Regions from separate parts of the Capra hircus genome. Here all the other regions are linked to region 3. The links are chromatin contacts, called in public Hi-C maps. All regions are on one chromosome and are shown on one strand. The core of a region is the stretch at or near the end of the contact, and the rest is flanking DNA. Distances in the headings are between cores, read along the strand shown.

Region 1 (3,153 bases), core at 70-2,569, 120 kb before region 3:
AATAAAAATGAGTTGTTCCCGTAGTATCTTTGAGAGGACTTTCAATTCCTTGGTCTGGAAGATCCCCTAGAGAAGGGATAGGCTACTCACTCTAGTGTTCTTGGGCTTCCCATGTGGCTCAGCTGGTAAAGAATCTGCCTGCAATGTGGGAGACCTGGGTTTGATCCCTGGGTTGGGAAGATTCCCTACCCACTCCAGTATTCTGGCCTGGAGAATTCCATGGACTGTCCATGGGGTCACAAAGAGTCAGACATGACTGCATGGAAAAAAAAAGAAAAAATCTTGATGAATATTCTATGAACACTTTCAGTTTATTTTTTTATCATATATTTTATTCTGTTTGTATCATAATTTATTGTACAAATATCTTTGACTCTCACTAGGGATTAGGTTCCTTGGAAGCAATGACCTTTTTTGATTCATATTTTATTTCCCTGAACTGAACTTAGTGCCAGACACACAGGAGGTGCCCAAGAAATGTTTATTAAATAGTCTTGCTCTTTAATCTGTAATACTTCTTGCATGATTATTAAACATGCCTGAGTCTGAGTTGGTGATGGACAGGGAGGCCTGGCGTGCTGCGATTCATGGGGTCGCAAAGAGTCGGACACGACTGAACGACTGAACTGAACTGAACTGAGCATCAGAATATCTACCCATGTTGAAAGCTACATGAACTGTGCTCTTATTTTTTCTGCTTTTTAATTTTTAACAAAGAACATTTTCCCAAAAGAAAATTTCTACTTTTCCCCAAATTGTCTGGCACATAAGAAATAGTTGTTCAATTTAGCTCTGTAAACAACTGGCATAGGGGTGTTTGGGAAGGTGGGGGAAGGGAGATATTTAAACAATCACAACGAAGGAAAAATCCCAAGATAAATGAAAGTGCCCCCAAGAATTTCTTGCAGGTAATTTCAATGTATACTTGACCAGGCCCCCTGATCTATGTTTAAGTGTTATTAACTATTTGTTCTGACTTCAGCAGGATAAATAGAGAAGGGCTTTTCATCTGGTTTTATGACAGGTCTTTCAGGCCTAGATCGACAGAGAATTCTCTCTCCAGTACTCTTGCCTGGAAAATCCCATGGACGGAGGAGCCTGGAAGGCTGCAGTCCATGGGGTCTCTGAGGGTCAGACACGACTGAGTGACTCTACTTTCACTTTTCACTTTCATGCACTGGAGAGGGAAATGGCGACCCACTCCAGTGTTCTTGCCTGGAAAATCCCAGGGACGGCGGAGCCTGGTGGGTGCCGTCTATGGCGTCGCACAGAGTCGGACACGACTGAAGCGACTTAGCAGCAGCAGCACTCGCAGTGGGGGCAGTCCTGGGCCAGAGGCACCAAGCAGCTGCTGCATCCGGGAAACCTCAGCAGAGCCGGTTCCGGCCGAGTGAGCACACTGCCACCTCCTGGTAGGAATGGGGAAATGCAGATCATTCGGGCCCCGAAGGCATCACCTTGATAAGATGCTGATAGGGAGTCCGCCTGAAGGTCAGACACATCTCCACCCCACACGGGTAGCAGACAACCCGGAGCCCTGAGTACACAGCTCTGCGTGCACTCTGAGAGACTATTCTACACAGAGACACAGCAGTGGACAAAACAGACCGAAATCCCTGCTCCCGTGGAGCATAAATTCTAGTGGGGAGACAGGCACGCAACAAACTCAATAAATACGCAAATTATTTATATAGAAGAAAGCATTAATGCAAAACCAGGAAAGGGGGCAAGACAAGGAAGTGGGGGCTGCCATTTTACGTAGAGGGTCCGAGAAGGCCTCCTTTCTTGGCGGGGGGTGGGGGGTGGGGGGGGGGAAGGTGGGAGGGGATATCATGTCAAGAGGAAGCCTGAAATGTGGGAGTCGGTCCTCCAAGGGTGTCACAGGTGTCTTGTGGAGCAGGCAGGGCTCTGTGCCCCAGAAAGCCCAGCACAAAGGGCTGTAAACAGGGGGACATGAAACCACTTTGCCTAGAAGCCACGCAGACAGATGAGAGGCCCTGTAGGCTTCTGACAAGTCAAGTGGTCCCGACGAGTTTCTAGCTTTGGTAACCTCATTTTCTTCTTCTATAAAAAGGGATCTGAGTTCATATCATCACAACGTTTCTGAGATAAGTGGGTGTGTGTTAGTTACTCAGTCGCGTCTGACTCTTTGTGACCCCCTGGACTGTAGCCCACAAAGGCTCCTCTATCCATGGGATTCTCCAGTCAAGAATACTGGGAATGGATTGCCATTCCCTTCTCCAGAGGATCTTCTCGACCAGGGATCAAACCCAGGTGATATCCAGAGATAAGTGGGTAATGAGATAAAAGCGCGTTGTCCAAGCTCAGTAAATCATAGTCTTTTTGAAAATGAAGTCTCTCTTCTACAAACATTTCCCCATCACTTTCTCTGGCAGGGGGTGGTCTCCTTCCAGGGAAGGCGCATGAAGCCCACCTTTGAGATTCAAATCTTCAGATTGACAGAGAATTGGAAACACCCATTCAAAGCCTTCCAGCTGCTCTGGCTTGCAAGCTAGTTGGGATTGATGGGTGGGGCTTGGGGTACAGCAGCTCAAATCCGGATCTCAGTTCCCTATCCTGGAATCAAGCCCAGACTGTGGCAAATCCTAGCCACTAGGCGATGAGGGCCTCTGGGTGTGATGTAAGTCCCTCCCTGGTCCTTGTCTTCTTTGGAGAACAAAAATTCAACAAAGATCCCTTGGCTTATTTACAAACAGAAATAGACTCACAGACTTAGAGAACAAACTTACGATTACCTGAGGGAAGGGTGGGGGAGAAGAGATAGATCAGGATTTGGGGATGGACACGTACACACTGCTATATTTAAAATAATGACTTACTGTGTAGCACCGGGAACTCCGCTCAATATTATGTAAGAACCTAAATGGAAAAATAATTTGAAAAAGAATAGATGCATGTATATGTATAACTGAATCACTTTGCTATACACCTAAAGCATGGTTAATCACCTCTACTCCAATCTAAAATAAAAAGGTTTTAAAAATTCAGCTAAAAGACTGAATAGTGAAACAGGTTGTTTATTAGCAGAAAGTACACGCGGATGAGTGGGCTTGGAGGGAGTCGGGCTTTTAGGATGGCTTGAATTGCCTACAGGGGCAGCTCTCTAGGTTCCCTCTGGCCAATCATCTTGCT
Region 2 (3,090 bases), core at 255-2,754, 99 kb before region 3:
TAGTCCTTGGGGTTGCAAAGAGTCAGGCACAACTAAGCAACTAACACTTTCACTTTCTTCAGTATTATCTGTGCCTTTTTGTGACAACAGGGAAAAGTCAAGGTTAGGATGGTTGAGATACTGCTTCTGTTGTGATTTCTCCTTTTCCTCCCAATAGACCTTTGCTGAAGGGAGAATTTTAAGTTCATGAAGACAAGTTATGAGTCTCTAGTGACCCATCAGACTTAGTCTCTCTCATTTATTTGGGGTGCTAGGAATGATACTCATCGAATATGTGTCCAGCCAAAACTACTACTCTTCAAGTCTCTGGCATGAGCCTAAACAATCCCCAAGCTGAAAGTAATCATGGTTAACATTTGCTGAGCACCTACTGCGTGCCTGGTCCTGTGCTGAGTCCTCTGCATGCATATTTAATGCTGCAAGAAGTCTTTAAGGTGCTGTTAACATCACATCCAGGACTTCCCTGCTGGTGATAAGAACCTGCCTTTCAATGCAGGAGACGGGAGACACAGGTTTAATCTCTGGTCGGGAAACTAAGATCCCCCATGCTGCTGGGCAACTAAGCCTGAGTGCTGCAATTAAGACCTGATGCAGCCAAATAAATAACTGTTTAAAAAAATAGTTGTATATCACATCCATTTCATGGTAAATGGAGAGGGTTATTTAGATCATGCTCCCAGTATCAGTAGATTTGGGTTCAAGTCCAGGCCTAATTAACCTCTACATGATACCAGCCCCTCAAGACCAATAAACTGCCATGAAAAACATTTTTTTTTAACACTTCATGGAATTTTCCTGTAACACAACAAGGAGGTTTTCAGGGGCTCGTGGGCAAAGCTGATCTTGGAGCTTTTCTGCTATCTGCTTGCTATGAGACCTCCAAGAGGCCAAATCACGTGGCCTTTTTATAGCAGGCTGTTATGGCACTGTAGATAAGCTGTTTCGACAGAGTCGGGAAATGGAATATTTATCCTTGGGTGTGAAACCCTTTACACGTATGGATCACGTTAAGCCAACATGATATCTTGGATGTAGGAAACTGGGCTCAAGTAAAGAAGTGCCTTATTATATTAATCAACACACACACACACATATATACACATATGTATATATATAAAATACAGAACTTTTTCAAAATACTTCCTCTGATTCCTCTTTTGGGTCTCAGAACTGAGCTGGGAGCTAGAAGAGAGGTATTATTATCCCTTTCTTATATACACTAGTTAATGGCTCTGTGCAGGACCATCCTTGTGGCCAGCCTTGTAGTCACACAAGGCTTAGCACTCTGAGGTCTCAGAACTTGAGGACTAATTTATTACCAATTAATATTCTTAGCAGTTTGGTCTTGGATTTGTGTTTCGTCAGGGAAGTCCAGGAGGATGAGAAAGATGTCTGGGGGGCTGGAGTCACCTTCTGTCCACCCCTGCTGCCTCTCTGCCCCCACCGAGTTCTTGGCTACCCGCTCCCTGGCTGCCACCCCCCACCAACCCTACTGTCTGCCACCCCCATCCTGGACACAGGCCTGCAAAGGGCCAAGCTGCAAGGCATACACAGTTCGCCCTGTCACTCGGTGGGGTCTGGGGGTCTGTGAGTCTGAACTCATCTTCCAAGTGTCCTTGTGTTTAAGGGAGTGAGACCTTAAACTGAAACTACAAAGCACCACAGCAGGTGGAGAGGGAGGCTCCCAGGGAAAGAAAATAGCTTTTCCCCTGCTTTCAGGACAAGAAGTCCCACTTTTTCATTTTGCACTGGGCCCTACAAGTCATGTAGCCAGCCCTGGTTCTGTGAATTGCTCAAGAGTCCAAAATCAGTGTAGACATACGAGGGTCTCCTACAATGCTTTCCACTGCATTAGGCTAGAAAGTAGCCAGTGTCTTACAAAAGAATTCAGTAGGTTTCCTCAAGGAGTAGTCTCCTTTGGGGGCATTTCAAAGCCAGATTCTCTTGGGGGAAGTCATGAAGCGTTAGTCACTCAGTAGTGTCCGACTCTTTGTGAGCCCATGTGCTGTAGCCCACCAGACTCCTCTATCCATGGATTTTCCAGGGAAGAATGCTGGAATGGGTAGCCACTTCCTATTCCAGGGAATGAAACCCAATCCAGGGATCAAATCCAGGGGTCTACATTGCAGGCAGACCCTTTACCATCTGAGCCACCAGGGAAACTTTCTGTTGGCAGGGGCAGGGGTGGGGTGTGTGTGTGGTGGGGAACATCCACTTCTGATTCCATGTTGGAACTGTTTTTTTAAACTTATTTCTCATTGCTTTTGTCATTATAATCATACATAATGGTCTGCCTCAGAAAATCCTGCCCCTCTGTCTATTAAAGTGTTTTGTTCAGGACCCTGTCCACATATAGAGGCTAAGAAGGAAGAAATTAACACATCCTCTGCCTGAGGCTTGCCATTCTAGGAAATGCTTGCAACATTAATGACCTTTTTACTTTTCCTCACCTCCCTGTCTCTGATCCAGATGCAGATAAAATGGTTATTTCGAGACATTACTCTGCCATTTTCTCCGTCAACCAGCTTTCCAACACATTCGTATTCCTTGCCTCGGTACCTCGTCTCCGATTTATTGGCCTGTTGGGTAGCAAGCAGAGTCAGCTTGGACTCGGTAACAATTCTGAGAATAAAAATGCATGTGTACGTACCTAGGATGGCTGTCCTTCAGGGCAGGGATCCTTGTTTTGGCTTGTATCCCAAATGCCCACATCAAGACCTTGCACATGGTTGATGCTCAAAAAATATTTGTTGAATAAATGAATGAAAGACTGCAGAAATCCATCTCTAGGGAGGTGTTCTGCAGAGGCAGGGCCTGTGTCTTGCCTTCTTCTCCTCTCTGAACAAAGGACAAGGCTGAGTACTAGAGGGAAACCAAGTTCATTCTTGCTAGAGGATCAGTGGTTATCCGATTGAAAAGGCAAAAAATCAACAGACCGTCTTTTCATCCAGGGACATCTTTACATGTCTCTGCCCCCCCAACAGTCACCAGGGGCCCCAAATAACACCATGACCATGCCCTAAAGTTCACTGATGAATGACCACAAAGTAAGCGGCTAAGGCGCACCCTTCCCAGGAAGAAAAATGAAGA
Region 3 (3,067 bases), core at 372-2,871:
CCCACAAGGGCAGCACATCCCAGAAGGATATCAGGCCTAGACTTAACGGCTCTCTTATTTGCAGTTTCAACCTCCCCTAGAAACGTAATCTTAATCAACCAGCCTGGAATTTTCTGCTCAGCACCAATGACCTCATCTGTCACATGGGTCCTTTCCACTCCCCTCCCCACCTCGAAAGGGGGAGGCGGCCAGCTGTGTGATAAACTCCCTTCCCCCTCCCACTCCAAAAGTGTCTGGGCCTCAAATAATCTTTTCCTTTCTTTTTACTAATAGTTCCCTTGCCCCATCCTTCTCTCATAGAAACCGTCCATTTGGTACCACCCGTTGGAGTGCCTTTTAGATGCGAGGTGAGGTGCTGCCCTGCTTCCGAATCACTGAATAAAACCAATTAGATCTTCAGTTTTACTCCGTGGCATTTTGTTTTTTAACACAGGCATGTTGCGAGGTTTAAATAAAGTGATACAAGTAGGCAGCGTACAGTACTGGTCCATAGTGAGCTCACAGTAAAGGTAAGCTATTTTTGGGGGCATTGAGTCTGGGCTTCCCTCGTAGCTCAGTCGGTAACGAATCCGGTTGCAAAGCAGGAATCAAGCAGGCATCCGCTTATTTGCCAGAGACCAAGGTTCGATTCCTGGGTCTGGAAGATCCCCTGGAGACGGAAATGGCAACCCACGCCAGTATTCTTGCCTGGAAAATCCCATGGACAGAGGAGCCTGACGTGCTACTGTCCATGGGGTCGCAAGAGTCGGACACGAACACGACTTGGCGACTAAACCACTCACCGTCCCTCAGCAGACATCCTACTTTGGGGGCCCGTCGTGGACACGTCCTCGAAGCACTGTGAAATCACCAGGGTCCAACAGTGACCCCGTGTGGCCATATTAGAAACAGCAGCCGCAGAAAGAAGGCCTGAGTTGCCAGAAACGATGCGATCCCTGTGTTCATTTCTCGTGGTGTCCCGTGACCAGACTGTCCCCTGGCAGAAGCATGTTCCTGGGATTCTTGAACGACCTGACAGACAGACTCAGGGAAGGGGTAATGGGCGCTCCCGACCTGAAAAGAAAAGCCTGAGCGATTACTTTAAATGTTGACAGATGATGACCTCATAGGTACACGTGAATGGTGGAGTTAGTCATCATTTCTACAGAAACTGCCAAGGATCAGTGGATCTCCTTGCACAATATAACCATGAGACAGCACTTTGGCAGTTATGTGTGTCCCTGATAAACCCTGACAAATTCTGATACTGGATTTCAGTGAGTGGTTTCGTTGGGCTGTAACTACCCCAAAGGCCCTCTGATGCAGGCTGGAGTTTATGTAATGAGCACATTGAATATACTTAACAACTGGCTTGTCAGGTGATCGATTTTCATGTTTCATCGATTGTGTTTCACAGAACATCATGTCGACCTTAATTGTCTGGTCTCTACAATCTATTCAAAAGGATTAACTAAAAGATAATATGAATTAAATCTTTTTTAATTGGAGGATTAAAATTACAATATTGCGATGGCTTTTTGCCAAGCACCAACATCAATCAGCATTAGGTACTCACATGTCCCCTCGCTCTTGAACCCCCCTCCCACCTCCCTCCCCTTCTCATCCCTCTAGGTGGTCACAGAGCGCTGGCTTTGGGTTCCCTGCATCATACTGCAAATTCCCGCCAGCTATCTATTTTAGATAGGGTAACGTACATGTATGTTTCAGTGCTATTCTCTCATATCATCCCACCCTCCCCTTCCCCTCTGCTGTGTCCAGAATGTCTTTGCTGCCTTGCAAGTAGGATCGTCAGTAAGAGAACGTTTTTAAAAGAAGCTTTTACTTTTTTAAGTAGACAGCATCTAGAACTACAGAACCTCAAGTAACAGTTGGAAAAATGGCCATAAACCATCAAAACCATCAAAAGATATGGATATGAAAGGTCAGTTTGAATTGGAATAAATTCAGAACATGTAATTTTAAAACTTTATAAGATTTTTTTCAATGTAGTACTTAGCCCACCAGGGTCCTCCGTCCATGAGATTCTCCAGGTAAGAATACTGGAGTGGGTTGCCATTTCCTTTCTCCAGGGGATCTTCCCAACCTAGGGATCGGATCGAACCCAGGTCTCCTGCATTGCAGGCAAACGTTTTAACCTCTGAGCCACCAGGGAAGCCACCCAAGAATGTATATAGTAACTTCAAATACCAAGTTATATGGAAGATCTAAAATGCTTAAAGGTACATACTTCCTTTCTCCCCCCAGATACACATCGTTAAAAACAAAAGGTAAAGATGCGAAAGGCAGACAGTGAAAGTAAGTTGTCTCCTCCACCCCACCCCCCCCACAGCCCCATTAGATCTTCAATTAATCTCCTCAGAGGCAAGCTATAGATATGAGATATTTTATATTTTTAATGAAGGAGTGTTTTGAATCTTTAAAATAAAATTTAGAGTTATAATGTTTGAAAATGTTTAAAAGTTCAAAAGCTACACAAGGCAAAAAAAAAAAAAAAAAATCCGCCTTCCATACTTGCCTTCCACCCTTTCAGTCTCATCTCCAAAATCGATCAAGGCTACCAGATTTTCTGTGTATCCTTCCAGAGGTAGTCTGCACACACACCAGCAAATGGGTGTGTTTTGTGTCCTACCCACTGGTTGCTCCACTTGCAATTTTAATAATGTATCTCTCTTTAAATTTTTTTTTTAATTGAAGTACAGTTGATTTACAATGCTGTGTTAGTTTCTGATATATAGCAAAATGACTCAGTTCCACACACAGAGATATCTTCTTTTTCATATTCTTTTCCATTAAGGTTTATTATAGGATATTGAATTAGCAATGTATCTTGAAGATCATTCCAGATCAGTAGATAAAGAGCCTCCTCTTTCATTTAGATCATTTGTTACCTCTTCCACTAAGAGCAAGTATGTCTCTACTATACATTTCTAGAAGTAGAATTGCTGGATCAAAGATTATATGGATTTAAATTTCTGAGAAGTATAGATAAACTATCTGAAGAACATTTCTAAAATTCAACTGGTTCAAAGAAATTCACACATAGTTGACATTTAGTTTTCATTGCGAA

The links. A called contact is a pair of places that touch in the nucleus more often than the background predicts.
Region 1: a Hi-C map of blood shows a contact between it and region 3, with 2.3 times the contacts expected there. The contact joins two enhancer-like sites. A contact is called at or near these places in 2 of 5 Hi-C or Micro-C datasets (both in blood).
Region 2: a Hi-C map of liver shows a contact between it and region 3, with 4 times the contacts expected there. The contact joins two enhancer-like sites. A contact is called at or near these places in 3 of 5 Hi-C or Micro-C datasets (blood and liver).

What each region holds. Positions count from the first base shown.
Region 1 is chr13:34,754,972-34,758,124 of ARS1.2, reverse strand. No RefSeq gene overlaps it. Among named protein-coding and RNA genes, the nearest start is that of TRNAW-CCA, 52 kb to the right of the region's middle. Within about 2 kb of position 1,319, at least 1 of the 5 cell types and tissues checked has an H3K27ac peak or open chromatin away from gene starts, as enhancers often do.
Region 2 is chr13:34,732,510-34,735,599 of ARS1.2, reverse strand. No RefSeq gene overlaps it. Among named protein-coding and RNA genes, the nearest start is that of TRNAW-CCA, 29 kb to the right of the region's middle. Within about 2 kb of position 1,504, at least 1 of the 5 cell types and tissues checked has an H3K27ac peak or open chromatin away from gene starts, as enhancers often do.
Region 3 is chr13:34,633,890-34,636,956 of ARS1.2, reverse strand. No RefSeq gene overlaps it. Among named protein-coding and RNA genes, the nearest start is that of MTPAP, 8.4 kb to the right of the region's middle. Within about 2 kb of position 1,621, at least 4 of the 5 cell types and tissues checked have an H3K27ac peak or open chromatin away from gene starts, as enhancers often do.